Regions from separate parts of the Xenopus laevis genome. Here region 1 is linked to region 2. The links are chromatin contacts, called in public Hi-C maps. All regions are on one chromosome and are shown on one strand. The core of a region is the stretch at or near the end of the contact, and the rest is flanking DNA. Distances in the headings are between cores, read along the strand shown. Region 1 overlaps stard8.L (stAR-related lipid transfer protein 13). Region 2 holds the start of stard8.L (stAR-related lipid transfer protein 13).

Region 1 (3,699 bases), core at 181-2,680, 98 kb after region 2:
TGATATACCTTATGTTTTCAGAATGCTACAGTTTAGAAGCAGATGTGCCTGTGCTGTGTTTGGTGTTCAATCTAGATAGTAAAGACACATCATCTACATCTCATCTACATGAAATGGATAGTTCGTACGGGCCTTAAATTGGACACTTGATAATTGTAACTGAGAGACTATGAAACACAAGTTAGTTGAATAGATAGTGCTGAGACATGACTGTTATAGCATATATCCATGCTGCAGTCATTCAGCTCTTTCATGAACTATAAGTCAATACAACTGACAGCTGGATTGAATGACAGCTGGAGGGCCTCAGCATGGATGTTCCTGGTGTAGTGTATAGCTTTCATAGCTGGAGTGGGAACCAGTTGTGCTGCATTCCATCTCTCCTCCTCCACCTGCCATATGGCCTGTGCACAAGACTCTCTTTTGGGAAAGATAAGGGGTGTAACTACAGAGGAAACAAACCCTTCATGAGCATATGTTGTTGTAATTTGAACTGAATTTGCTTTGGGGCCCAGTGACATCTAGTAATGCCACTAAGAAAGATCTATGATTTGGGGTTTGGTTTGGTATTTGCACTTTTTGCAAGATTCCGAACCAAATCCAGGCAGGACACTCTACTAGCACTAGCAGCCTTCTCAGCTACCATAATCCTCGGCTATCCGATATAGGTATCTCCTTTCTTCTAGGTGCTAACTGCTGGAACCTTGCCAAAATTCTTCCCTTGGTCCTAAAGCAAAACCAAAGATCCATATTGGCCCCTGGGTTTAAAGAAGAAGGAAAGCTACCAAAGCGGTTTATTGCCAATAGATTAGCCACAATAGTGCAAGTTATTAGACTATATTTGTTCTGCAGAATGCTTTACCATACCTGAGTAAACAGCTCTAGAAGCTCTCTCTGTTTCTTTAGGATAGCAGCTGCCATATTAGCTTGGTGTGACATCATTTCCTGCCTGAGTCTCTCCCTGCTCATTCATAGCTCTGGGCTCAGATTACAGCAGGGAGGAGAGGAGCAAACTGAGCATGCTCACGCCTGTACCCTGGAGGTTTAAGCTGAAAACAGGAAGTCTGATACAGAAGCCCATGTGTACACAATAAAAGGAAATAAATGCTGTGTTTCTTTTGACAGAGGACTCAGAGCAGCATTACTCAGCAATACTGGTGTATTGATATAGATAGACCTTTCTGATAAAGCTTACTTAATTTTAGCCTTTCCTTCTCCTTTATGGAGCAACTATTTATCGTAAGCCACTTGTGCGCCATTCAGAGTCCTGGGGTAGAACACAACTCACTTGGCTCACTTTTCCTAGAACTGTATTGAAAATCCACCGCCCTGAGAGTCGAGCTCTGCGACCCGCTGTGGATTAGTTGTGGCATGTAGTGATTTCATCTGAAAGCCTGTGTGTGTCTCTCCCTGGCAGGAAACTCCGCTGGCATAGCTTTCAGAACTCACACCGGCCAAGCCTCAGTTCTGCATCCCTGGAGATTAACAGGCAGTCGGCGGCACAGCTCAACCTCCTGCAGAAGCTCTCCCTGCTTAGACTCACCGCCATCATGGAGAAGCACTCGGTGCCCAGCAAGCAGGGTTGGGCATGGTGAGTAGGCCAGCACAATTTTCCATTTACTTCCCCTTTACATAATTTACAAGCAGACCATGCCTTCATTGCACGCATGAATTCATGTGATCCACAGTGGAAGTAGTCCTAGGCAGTGCCACAGCTTCCTTCTCTGTGTATTTGCATTTTGATGTATAGTTGGGAGATGGAATTTTTGCTTCTGGCTCCATAGAGTTAAATGGAACCACAACATAAATAGATGAGCATCCGTGTATACAAAACAAGTGACATGGCAGCTTCCACTCATATGTATTAAGAGAAGGGACGTTTGTACATACTAAGGGGGACATAATTCAGGGGACCCATATCCATGGCGGCAAAATGTATACTTCCCAATGCTCAATGCATCTCGCTCATTTCTGTGTCTAGCATTGGGCTATTCAGATGGTATTGCAATAACTTGCCCTTGCTCACCATCTCCTGGCCAAATTATGTAATTACATTCATTTCCGAGCCTTCAATAATCTTGCCCTGTTGAATACACTTAGGTTGCCCTTATTCTGCATTACGCCTGCTTTATCATTTGGTCTTTGAAAATAATTTCTGACAGATTCACTATACTGGAAAGATTTGAGGGTCTCTGCATATAAAATAATAACAGCTGTGTCTTGGAAAGTGAAACTTGCCTGTACAGAAAAGGGGTTTTGTTCACCACAGCCATGGAAAACCCTTGCCGTTGTAAAATACACCTCCAGGATACTTTTGTTAATCCTTCATTACAACCTTTCCTTTATTATAGACCTTACTTCCTTATATTGCTTGCATGTGAGAAATCTGGGTTTAAAGGCATAAAGCACATCTGTTAACACTTGTTTTCTCCCACTGCCAACAGGACAGTGCCCAAATTCATGAAGAGAAGCAAAGTTCCTGACTACAGAGGTAGAGCTGTGTTTGGTGTCCCCCCAATTATCAATGTGCAGAGGACAGGACAGCCGCTACCACAGAGCATCCAGCAGGCAATGCGCTATATTCGCAGCCAGTGCCTTGACCAGGTAATTGCACTGAGCGTGGTGTTTCCTCCCACCATGTTTGGGCACTTCTACACAATTTATGGTATATACTGTATGCTCTGTAATTGTGGGATGTGTCAGCACGAGGTGCACTCATGTGATTGGTTATCAGATTGAAGAGGTCTATTCAGTAAATTCCTGTGGGCAGGAGGTGTAGCAAGGCTAGCCAGAGGAATGAGCTCAGGTGTTTCCCAGGTGAAGAACATGGGCATGGGCAGGTGTGACACAAGAGACCATGACCCAAGGCTCATACATTAACTGCCTTATACACACCCATGCAGCTCTTTTATATCTCTTCCGCCCTAATAGACACATCCTTTCTCTCTCTTAGGTGGGAATCTTCAGGAAATCCGGGGTGAAATCTCGCATCCAGGTCCTGCGGCAGATGAACGAGTCCTCTCCGGACCATGTCAGTTATGTGGGACAATCTGCCTATGATGTGGCTGACCTGCTGAAGCAGTACTTCAGAGATCTGCCCGAGCCCATCTTCACTAGCAAACTGACCGACACATTCCTGCAAATCTATCAGTGTGAGTGTGGGGGCCTCACTGGAACTTGCAACGTTGTCCTTTCCTGTCAATAGCGCCCTGCTGTTTTTACCGTTATTTCTGACTGTCTGACAAATCCTCTGCATTTCTTTCCTCCCCATTTGGCTCCCAGCATTTGAAATTCAATTAAATTTCTTGAATAAAGAAAGGATTGATCTTAATTGTTGCCCTTTGTTTGTTCCTGCCTCAGATGTACCCAAGGAGCAGAGGCTGCGGGCAGTCCAAGCTGCTATCCTGCTCATGCCAGATGAAAACCGAGAAGTTCTGCAGACGCTACTGTATTTCCTAAGTGATATCTCCTCTGCTCAGGTCAACCAGATGACACCTGGGAACCTGGCTGTTTGCTTGGCACCGTCTCTTTTCCATCTCAATATCTCCAAGAAAGAGAGCTCTTCCCCCAGGTATTATTCTACTCTTAAACCAACTGCCTTCATAGAAGGTTCAATACAATTCCTCAGTAATGCTGTACCTATTCTGCATATCATTTCTTTCTCTGCCCATCTAATGCTTATGCCATGTTTTCTTGGTC
Region 2 (3,366 bases), core at 535-3,034:
TTTGGCCGGGCATTAAAAATTACATAGGTTGCATTGTCGTTTTTTTGCGGATAGTTCTGCTTTTGTAAGTAAATACTAATCGAAGTTCCTTAACCTGACTTTTGCCAACCTGACTGTCCCTTCTTATCTTAACCTGTCAGTTACAGTTTCTAATGCCAACAGGCTACTGCTGTACAAATATGGCAGCCCCCTCATAGAAGAACATGGGGGTAAGAAAGGTAATGTAAAAGCATCAGGCAAATACTTTTATGGCAAAATTATAAATAGCATTCAAAGATAATGTTATGAATATAAAAAAGGTTATTTTCTGGTGTCAGTATCTCTTTAAAGACTTACAGATAAAAAAATAATTTAGGACCCTCTGTATCTGGATATTTTCTGGCACACACAAGCCTCTTTATTTTCTTCTACCTCATTTACAGGTATGGGATCTGTTATCAAGAAAGCTCTGAATTATGGAAAGACCCTCTCCCATAGACTCCATTTTATCCAAATACTCCAAATGTTTAAAAATGATTTCCATTTTCTCTGTAACAATAAAACTGTATCCTGTAAAGGTATGGGATACGCTATCTGGAAACCCATTATCCGGAAAGCTCCGAATTATGGAAAGGCCGTCTCCCATAGACTCCATCTTATCCAAATAATCCAAATTTTAAAAAACGATTTCCCTTTTCTCTGTAATAAAACAGTACCTTGCACTTGATTCCAACTAAGAAATAATTAATCCTTATTGGAAGCAAAACCAGCCTATTGAGTTTATTTAACATTTACATGATTTTATAGTAGACTTAAGATATGGAGATCTAAATTACGAAAAGATCCGTTATCCAGAAAGCCCCAGGTCCGGAGCATTCTGGATAACAGGTCCCATACCTGTACTTGATCCCAACTAAGATATAATGTATCCTTATTAGAAGCAAAAAAGTTCCAAATTACAGAAAGACCATCTCCCATAGATTCCATTTTAATCAAATAATACAGTTTAAAAAAAATGTATATTTTTTTCTGCAATAATAAAATAGTACATTGGCATGGGCCCTGTTATCCAGAATGCTCGGGACGTAGGGTCTTCCGGATAACGGATCTTTCCTTAATATTGATCTTTATACCTTTCGTCTACTAGAAAATCAAGGCACTTTTTATTCATTACAGAGAAAAAGGGAATAATTTTTTAAAATTTGGATTATTTGTATAAATTGGAATCTATGGGAGACAGCCATTCCGCTTTCTGGATAATGGGTTTCCGGATAATGGATCCTTGATCCTTCTAATACATTATTATTGGAGGCAAAACATGCCTATTGGGTTTATTTAATGTTGACATGATTTTCTAGTAGACTTACGGTATGAAAATCCAAATTACAGAAAGATCTGTTATCTGGAAAACCCCAGGTCCTAAGCATTCTGTATAACAGGCCCATACCTGTACCTGCACAAACCTGCACAATACTTTTTCTTTCTTAATGCATTATAATGAATAACGAGGGAGAATTTCTAAATTGCATACTTAAACGGTATCACCCCCAAGAAGCAGATTTTCATTTTTCTGCCATACAGACGGCTACAACTTGTGACTGTAAAGTAAAACAAACAATTAACATTCGCTGAAGCAAGTATAAGAATATTCATTAATTAAATGATACAGATTGTTGTTGGAGAGAAATCTTTTTTTTTTTTTTTTTTTACAGGTGTCAGTGTCCCTTTAAATCCAGGTCCATTTGTATTAGCTCCAGGTTAGAACATGCTCTGGTTCCATGTATCGTGTGGGAGATTTCTCATAACTAGACAGCAGACTGTGTGTGTGTCTGGCATTAGCAGCCAGGTAGCTCCCCTGTGGAGGGGATGAAAGACAAAGTTGGGGCTGGTCTGTCCCACTGACCTGGAGGTATTTGGAGCAGCGGTGAGAGCAGAAGGGACAAAATAAAGTTGAGCTCTCGATTGCTTGAGACATTCACCAAAAAGGTGTGAATGCAAAGATGATGTCAGCACAGCTCTCTCACCTCTCTTCTCCAGGGAGAAAGCCCTCTCAAGCTGTCTGGGTGCTGCACTCCCAAGCTTACCCAGTGAGAATCTGGCTATACTGTGGTGCTACCGTGACAGCCAAAGTGGCTGCTTAAGGCAATAGAAACAAAGAAAATACCAGGAGAGACTGCCAACAGAAAGGGTGAGTCATTGCATCTAATTGTATGTGACTACAGTAATTCTTTTCCATTCACAGGTATAGCTCAGCAGCCATTAGATCCACATACTGAGTGATATGTATCATAGCTTTCGTGGCTTCATACTGCCTGACAAACCAGCAGTTATGAACTACTACTCCCAGTATCCCATGTTAGAAAAGGCAACAAAAGATCTGCTGCTGGGGCTCTGTCTGCAAACAGCACAATGGGAGCTACAGTATTTCAGCTGGATGACTTCCAGTTCTCTGGGTTTGTGTATATACAGCATCTATATGTATATCTATGGACACCTCCAATCTGTTCAGAGCCGGGCTGCTCTGTGCATTTAACTGCTACTCTATGAGCCGCAAGAGCTTAGGGTGGTGGTGTGGGTTGCACCTCCTTAAAGAAACTTTTCATTTTTAAGTGGCCTTTGTATGCTGTTTCCCTGATATCTCAGATCAGCACTAGCCTATGGGTGATGGAACCATTTCATGAAATGTAGAAGGCTCATCCATTCAGTAGGTTTCTTTGAATTTTGCTCAACTGTGGCCTCTGGGCTATGGATTCTATATTTATAGTGGAGAAATCCGTTATTCACTTAAATAGGGTGGTTTGTGTCAAAAGAATAGATTTTTTGCTAGTACAGGTATGAGACCTGTTATCTGGAAATCCGCTATCCAGAAAGCTCCAAATTACGGAAAGGTTGTTTCCTATAGACTCCATTATAATCAAATAATCCAGATTTTTAAAAAGTATTTCCTTTTTTCTCTGTACTAATAAAACAGTACCTTGTACTTGATCCAAACTAAGATATAATTAATCCTTATTGAAAACCAAACCAGCATTTTAGGTTTATTTAATGTTCATGATTTTCTAATAGACTTAAGGTATGAAGATCTAAATTAGGGAAAGATCTGGAAAACCCCAGCTCCCAAGCATTCTGGATAAAAGGTCCCATACCTGTATATTATATTGTATTTAAATTGGGTCAGGCTTGCTCAGTACTGCTTACATATAGTGTAAGGGGATGGGGACATAAAGATTTCAAAAAGTCCTTTATTTGCTATTGGCAAGCAAACATAAGGGGTGGGGCATTTGGATTACAAAGCGTCAAGCATAAAAATTATTTGTCTCGTAAATAAACTCACCTTGTAACATTAAAGGGGTGGTTTATCTTAAAGTTAAATTTTAGTATGTTATA

What was found. A called contact is a pair of places that touch in the nucleus more often than the background predicts.
Region 1: a contact with region 2 is called in a Hi-C map of the XL177 cell line, with 4 times the contacts expected there. The contact joins the enhancer-like site here to the promoter of stard8.L in region 2. A contact is called at or near these places in 2 of 4 Hi-C or Micro-C datasets (the XL177 cell line and the XTC cell line).

Annotation. Positions count from the first base shown.
Region 1 is chr8L:31,128,996-31,132,694 of Xenopus_laevis_v10.1, forward strand. It overlaps stard8.L (stAR-related lipid transfer protein 13), which reads left to right. Exons shown (of 16, transcript XM_018241088.2): 8 at 1,418-1,591; 9 at 2,445-2,604; 10 at 2,954-3,152; 11 at 3,361-3,571. Among protein-coding and RNA genes, the nearest start is that of LOC121396970, 25 kb to the right of the region's middle. Within about 2 kb of position 1,431, at least 1 of the 7 cell types and tissues checked has an H3K27ac peak or open chromatin away from gene starts, as enhancers often do.
Region 2 is chr8L:31,030,346-31,033,711 of Xenopus_laevis_v10.1, forward strand. It overlaps stard8.L (stAR-related lipid transfer protein 13), which reads left to right and starts at 1,785. Exons shown (of 16, transcript XM_018241088.2): 1 at 1,785-2,167.